2 separate regions of the Sus scrofa genome follow, and region 2 is linked to region 1. The links are chromatin contacts, called in public Hi-C maps. All regions are on one chromosome and are shown on one strand. Each heading gives the region's core, a stretch centred on a gene start, on an enhancer-like site or on the middle of the called end of the contact. The rest is flanking DNA. Distances are from core to core; before and after follow the strand shown.

What was found. Hi-C and Micro-C count contacts between places; a contact is called where the count stands out from the background.
Region 2: a contact with region 1 is called in a Hi-C map of embryonic fibroblasts, with 3 times the contacts expected there. The contact joins the promoter of PCDH9 here to the enhancer-like site in region 1. A contact is called at or near these places in 4 of 47 Hi-C or Micro-C datasets (brain, embryonic fibroblasts and skeletal muscle) and 1 of 2 datasets of contacts at active chromatin or transcription factors (skeletal muscle).

Annotation. Positions count from the first base shown.
Region 1 is chr11:37,475,788-37,479,943 of Sscrofa11.1, forward strand. No RefSeq gene overlaps it. Among named protein-coding and RNA genes, the nearest start is that of PCDH9, 2.0 Mb to the right of the region's middle. Within about 2 kb of position 2,189, at least 7 of the 83 cell types and tissues checked have an H3K27ac peak or open chromatin away from gene starts, as enhancers often do. A contact at or near this core is called in embryonic fibroblasts, where this site is marked.
Region 2 is chr11:39,452,941-39,456,739 of Sscrofa11.1, forward strand. PCDH9 (protocadherin-9) reads right to left here and starts at 2,226. Exons shown (of 4, transcript XM_021065365.1): 1 at 740-2,226.

The DNA.
Region 1 (4,156 bases), core at 939-3,438:
TTAGCACATTGTCATGGTGAAGAATGTAGTTTTAGCTCTAAAAAACATAGGTTTAGGATATAGCCTCTAATACCATCTATATGGCTCAATTCCCTCATCCTTAAAAAAAAGAAAATAAACACCTAATTTATAGCCATTTTGAGTATTAAATCTTATAAATGAAATATTATTACCCTTACCTACAATTAATTTTAAACTTAGACAATCTTCTTATAATTAGGCTTTTAATTACTTAATTCTTTATGTTTTTTATTTAGTTTACCTAAAGAGGCCTGGGCATCATATAAATGGAGTACAGAATTCATGAAGCATAGAACAACTAAGGGCTCATTTGTCATGGAGCACTGCAAAAATATCATTTAGTTTTCACCATCAAATGCAAAATCTTCTAATTGTTTGCTATGCATGTTTGTTCAGATTGATAAATTAAAAGCTTTTCTACTGATTATATCATAAAATATAAATGTATACACAAAAGAAGTTTTCAGGACCAATATGATGCTAGAAAGAATTTTAGTTTGGTAAGTCAACTATTTGAAGGCAGAAATGTTTGTACACTGTTCATGGTCAAAATAGAGTGGAAAACCTTGCTGAAAATAAATAATTCATACCCTGAAATATGTATAGGAAATAAAACCCAGGATTTATTTTTTTTTTTTTAGTTAGCTATATCCTTTTTCTTATGGAAAGTCATCAGAGAGTCTATGGATTCCTCAAATTTTTAGAAAAAATAACTATCTAGGTCATCGTAGAGCCAAAAAAAAAAAAAGCTGATTGATAAACCAAGTTAATCAAGGGCATTAATGGCCTTACAAGACTCTGGCTTTGGACATAAAAATGTTGAAACTGCATTCTTAAATAAGTTCAAGGTCAAGAATTTTGTAAAATCCATTAATCACATGCATTAGTTGATGTCTTGAGTCTTCATTTCACTGTGAACATTATTTAATTAAACCATCCAATTAAATATATTGTATATTTGTTTCATATCATACATTTTAAAATTGAAACAAATTTTACTACTGCTTTATAAGTCATAAATGTATGTTTCAGTCAATAACTTTGGTACAATGCTCCAAATAATATTTTTAAATGAAAATATAAAATAGTAAAATTTAATTTTTTTTCACTAATAGTATAACTTTTTAATTTTACTAAACAAAGTTCAGGGGTTGACAGACAATTCTACTTTCCAGAAATAAAAGAAATATTTTACCTCACCTCCTTTTACCAAAATGGGAGAACAAAACAGGGCACAGAAATGTCCATAACTAACATAGAAGCAGAAGAGTTGATGCTCTTAAGTTCAGTTCATTGTACAACCAAGTACTGAAATTTAGGAAACTCATATATGCTCAATTTCTTCAGACTGTAATTTTATTGAAGTGTTTCCCCAAATAGGAGAGTGACCCCACAAAGATAATTTATGTAGATAAGTTGATATTCATTCTGCAAAATGCAACAAGGTAGCTGATGGATAGCTTATGCACAATTAGTATTTGTTTTACTCAAATAGATGAGGACTAATGTCTTTAATTTATATTCATATAGTAATAATGATATGCACAGCCAGATATAACCATGCACATTATATACTATACATGATGAATTGCATTTCATTAATTCTCAGATGAACTTATATTAAAACCTTAATTTTAGATCTCATGATGATTGATTAGAAGATATTGAGTGATATTTTAACTAACATATTCTTAATTCAAAGCTTCTTAATATAAAATAATGGTTCATCTTACAATTTATGCCATCTTTCAATTTCTGGCAGAATCTCCTTTTACTAGATAATACCACCTTTTTATATTTCAGAAGTGCATTTATTTTGTAAAAAAAAAATATGCGTGTGTATGTATAACTGATTTACTTTTCTGTACACCTGAAAATAACACAACCTTTTAAGTCAACTGTATGCCAATAAAATTTAAAAATAAAATTAAGCAAATAAAATAAACCATTAAAAATGTTAATAAAGAGAAACCTCTGTTAACCAGAGTTGGAGACCAGAAGGGGGAGCTCTAATGCCCTCCAAAGATAGCAGAGCCCAACAGGAGAAAAACTTCTCTTTTTTTTCCTGGCTACAACCCAACCAGTGAAAATTTTTGGACTCCTTGTTTACTATGCCCCCACCACCAACTTCCTCTTCTCAGTGTAGAAGTTCTCTTTCACTTGCTGCGCTGGGTAGTTGCACATGACTCACCACAATTGCAGACTCTGTATGGCAACTCCCTACTGATCCTGAATAAACCCATTTCTGCTGGAGAAATAACAGACAATCTATTTGTTTCAGGTCAAAAACAAGCAGCAGTAATAAACAGAAAGTGAATGGTTTGTGAGAGCAAACTTGGTATATTTGCCCTGACTGAGGGCACAGGAGAGAGACAGGTAGTTGCTAGGACTGCATTGTGCTGGCAAGGACCCTGTTGATGGTAATCATGAAATTTTTCATAGAAAATGGAGGAAGTAACTCTGGCCACCAATGACTTAAGTTTTTGTCATTCTTTTGCTGTGGTAAGTCAAATTCTGTTGTTGTTGTTTCAGAATTGTCCTGAAATGAGATCAAAGTGAGCAAAAATCTCAGTTAATGAGGTAAATAATTAAAAATAATAACTGTAATGATGATAAATTACAATAATTTATTTATCCATCTATCTATGTAATGTGTGATTAGAGGAAAGAAGAGCTCATGCCTGTTCATTTAAGAAAGTGTCTTGGTCTATCAAAAAAGGGCATCTTCCTTCCCTATGCAGAGAACATAGGGAAGGGAGTTTTCTATCATCTCTATAAAGGAGTGGATGGTTCAGAGTCTGAAATCCACTTGGTCATGATTTATCAGTGGTGTAGAGGGTTCATTTTATTAGATGTCAATATCATTTAAAACACAACACTTCATTCCTCTCTCTCATTCTTATTGCTCCCTGTCCATTCTTCTCTCACACAAGAATAGGAATAGGTTCTTAGCCAAATCATGAGCTAGGCAAGGAAGGCCAGGTAGGAACTAAGCATAAGGGACAGAGTATATGTCTCCCTTTTTACTGCCAAGCCTGGGTGAAAGAATCCAGCCAACAGCCTCATCCTGGGGCCAGGTGAATAGATTTGAAATTTGTTCCAAAGACCCGGCTATCCTGCTAATTTTGTTTTGTAGACACAACAGAGGCTACAAATCCTTTACCTGAGATTTGCATAATTTGAAAATATAATTTAGCCTTTACATAAATCATATTCTCCAGTATATTTAGCTGCATACATTTTTTTTTCTGTATACTCAGAAGTGAAGGAAGAGAAGGGGGTTAATACACCACAAAAATTCTATCAGGTGTCATTATTAGGCATGGTCATTTCATTCTTTAGTTATATTGTCATTTCATTTCTTTAGTTAAATTGTCATTCAATTCACCCAGCAAATTACCCTCTATATTTACCCTTATTTATTGGATGAGATTATTGAACCTCAACATGGTTAAGTAATTCACTAAGATCTGACAGGTAGCAAATGGCAAAGTTAAGGTTTCAAACCAGTCATTCACTCTCTAGAACTTAATGTTCTCACATGATATTGAACACAGGCCAATGCTTCTGGCTCAGTGACTCTGAGAAAGCAGCTGCTAAGCGAAGATCATAGAAGTTTCTCACTGTGTTCAAGAGACAACTGCTGTTCCTGTTGTTGTTTCCTTGCTGGCATGTGGAGCCATGGATGCCAGCACAGATCTGAAAATGTTTGCTTTTGATTATGACTATCATCTCCATGTGTGGATTGTGGCTATGGACAGTGAGGTGGTAGAAAGCAAACATTACCAGGGATACAGTTGTGCTTTCAGATTGGTCAGGAGGCATCACAGACACAAAGAAGTCCTAACTAAAAGATATGCCTGGCAGATTGCTTCCTTACATCCCAGACAGCAGGGCTCCTCCTGTCTTAACTTTAGGTCCTGGCAACCCAGACTGGTTTCCCTGGATACAGGAACTTCTCTGCTTAGCGGGATTGAAATATCAAGTGTGTCTGAATTTATTCAAACTCAAAAGGACAAATGCTCCCTGAAAAATATTAAAGGTCCTATTTTTAAGAGAGTGGGCCCAAATAGATTGATTTTTAAAACATTGTATATAACCAGATTTGGTATATTTTTAGTTATTTTATAGTGAC
Region 2 (3,799 bases), core at 976-3,475, 2.0 Mb after region 1:
AAAGACTCTTTTTCTTTCCTCCCAGTTCTTCAACTGCCTTCTAATACAATTTTACTGAGAAACAAGCATCCGGACATGCTGCTGCAGCATCAGAAGCAATAGTCGCCGGCCACTACATAACCTCAAATCACAATACCAAGACCTCCAATTTCTTACCCAAACCTTGCTTTCATTTCTCCATGTTGCCAAATTAGCCCCATTAGAATTAATAAACGCATTAAAACTTTTAGAATATATATAATAATATAGGATTATTTATCCTAGAGGTGGAAGAGAGTGCCAAGATACAAGTGAAACGCAGCTAACATTTCCATGTAATAGCACAATATTTTCTACTGAGCATAAAAGAGGGAAAAAATTGCAGTTTCTTAACCCCCGATCTCTGGTTATAGTATTAGTAACATCTGCCACACGTAAATACTGCAACTCAGTAATGCAGGTAAAAAGCCTTCTGTTTAGATGCCCCCCAACTGCAATTTACATGGGTGCAAGGTTCCAAGCAGCTACCTACTTGAGTAGAACTGGTCAGTTCCCAGGCTCTAATCTTATCTGCATTAGGCTGCACGGTAGCTGATGCCCGCGATTAGTTCCGGCAGAGTGATGCAGGTAGGGATGCAGATACAGCCTAGTAGGTGAGCTCTGCCCCAACCGTCTACCCAATTACAAACATCTATCGTCTACACCGAGGACATATCTAAACACAAAATGTACAATTGTGCATGCGAAACTTTACACTTACGTTAGTTGCCTCAACCTTTCCCCTTTCCCGGTATGCTGCAGTTAGGAATGATCTGTTCCAACACATAGAAAGCCATGCATCTGGTAGCACCAGTTTGGGGAGAAATCAGAAGCAGCAAAACGTTTCCTCTTTGTAAAATGTGTTGCTTCGGGCTGGCAAATTAGCAACTCCAGAAAACAAATTCACAGATTTGTCGTTAGTCATTCTCTCCACATTTCGTCTCTATTACCCACGGGGTCTGAGCTCTTCTGGTATTTAACACACACACAACATCCAATTGCACTTCTTCAGCTCAGGGATATTTTCCACAGCATCAAGCATACCATTTCCCTCCGATGTCAATACTGCTCAAGTCTCTTAACTTCTTGTAGGAAACGTCAGAGTTGGGGTGATGGTGATTCTCTGGATGATCTCCGGGTGACAGTTGCCTGAAAAATTCCTAATTGGTTATCTCTCTCGGGCTTCAGAGACTCTAGGGTGCTCCTTCCTGTCTGGCATGCTCTCCCTCTCTCCCTTCTCCTCTGCCCCTCTCTCCTTCTCCCTCTCCTCTCTCCTCTCTCTGAACTGAATTTCTTGATATAACTCTCAATAAGCCCAGAGGGAGGGCGTGACGAACTGAGCCCCGCCCCTGCCCCCTGATTGGCCCGTATCTTGCGGTGCGGGCGGCCACAGCCGGGCGCGGAACAAGGCGCTGACTGTCTTCCAGCCTCCCCTCCCCATCGCCCCTTTGGCAGTCACGAAAACCCGGAGTCACGATCCCAGCCCCGGGAGAGCTGGATTCCAGGAGGCGCACTGAGCATGCCCAGCATGGGCCGGTCGGGGAAGGAAGCGGCGGCGCTCCCCAGACCCGCGAGGACAGGGCTGTCACGGGCGCATAAGGGCTGGCGGCTGCTCGGAGTGGCTCCGTGTAGCGAGCAGCCGAGCCCCGGCAGTCGCTCGACCAGAGGCAGCGCGGGAAGCCGGCAGGGCGTGCGGGGCGCAGACCCTGGAGCCTCGGGCACCGCGGAGGGCGGATGGGGGATGCCGAGGCGGCCCGGTTGCCGACGCACATCCCGCACTTCTCTTTGCTAAATCGAGGGACCAAAATGCAGAGATCGGAGAGAGACCACCCGGGGTCCGAGGAGCGAAACACTCCGTCGCCCCTCGGAGGGAAGCAGGGGCCAGCAGATCCCCGGAGCGCGTTAAATGGACTACACGCCCGGTGCTGCAACTAGAGGCTTTTGCTGGCGGGGACTCTGGCCGGAAAGGCAGAGAGGGCGGATAGGAAAGGTCGGGACAGAGGATATTTGAATCTCCTTCAAGACCGGAGAGAAAATTACTTTGAGCACTCCCTACTTGCTGGGTGACGGAAGCTGCCGGGAGAAAGGGAAAATGACAGCTTCTGGGATCCCCGTAGTCAGCCCTAGGCCTGTCCGCTGTGCGGAGAGAAGTCTCCTACCCGGGAGTGTGACAGGCCGCGGCGGCTGATCAAGGCTGACCTTGCACTTCTGCTCCCGCAGCGCCCAGAAACCTACGAAACAGAGCTCGCCCGGACGCGTGGCTGCGGCAAAAGCCGCTTCAGCTCACCTATCTGCAAACTTTACTTGGGAGAGGCTGGGAGGAGTCCCGTCCAGCTGCTCCCCAAGCTGAGGAACATATTTCCTTTCCCATTAACACTGTCTGAGGATTCCAACTTTACCTGTAGTACTTGGCTTTCCTGTGCAGTTCATTTCTGTGACTCCTCTTCCGTCGAGTATCCTCATACGTTTCTCATTTTCATTCAAGAGCCGGATAGAATAACTCTCAAAAGGATTAGTTTATACCATAAATATTGGCCCTGAAAGCACTTATCTATATTTGACTGATCTTTTAAAATCAGTAAACCACGAAGATTTGTGCAATGGGTTGTACCTACGACGCCAGATACCTGAGTAAAATTTGAGGCATTAATAATAACAGTTCACTTGGAACAACAACAAAAAATTATTTTTTAGCATGACCTATAAAGGTCTAAGAAGGTCTTAATGCATGATTGAATAACTTATTCTAACTTACAGGGAGGATAAAGGGCATTTATTTTAAACCTCCGTGTTCCCCATTCTATACTGGCCTGAAGATGCCATAAAGGCTCTTCATATAGTTATGCACTGGGATGGAGTTTCAGGAACACCTCTTGTTTTTGAATACAATGGCTTTCCTTTTTAAATATGAACACTTATTTTTAGATATTTAAAAGTAAAAAGAAAAAAATTACTACGGAAATCTACTAAATTTAGATATTCTATAAATAATCCCTTAATTTAACCAACACATTTGACATTGCAATTTCCCCACTCTGAGACTATAAGCTCTTTTTTTTTTTATAAGTGCAGTGCCTATAAACCCAGTGTAAAATACATTAATCCCTTATGTGTGAAATATAAAACAGGTTTCTAGCAAGCCATAGGTTGACACTGTTTTGAAATAGCTAAACAACTCCTATGATAGTATTTTGTATGATTAGAATATATACAGTTTTAAAAAGGACTGCTTAAGTATCTAAAAGTCAATACAAAAATATTAACTTCTACAATAATGTGAGTGAATTCAAGGAAGATATTTTTATCTTACCACAGTGAATGTTCATTTTGCCATTCACAAAATGTACCATTTAAGCGAGTGCATTGTTCCAATTGTCACCTATTTTGTGATCTGAACTAGTTTAAAATAATAAATGAACCATCCTTCTGATATATTACAATAAACATATCAGCACAGTCACTTTCCAGTTCATTTTGTAAGCATCACAGTTATATTACACTCTTATTCTAATCATACTGTAGTCATTTCAAAGTCATGTTGTAGTGGCAGCACATAGCTTAGCAATAATTGTTTAACATTATTCCTAAGTAGAATTGTTTCTGTTTGCGAAGGGGTAGATTTTCTTGGTAGTCAGAACCCATTATTACCCTAAGCTCATAAATGAAATCTTAGTATGAACAATGGTAGAGGTTATGGAAGAAAAAATATATCATCACATGATAAGACATGTCTATGAGGCTTCAATTAACAGACATCGCAGGTCAAAGCCTCAAAATGAAG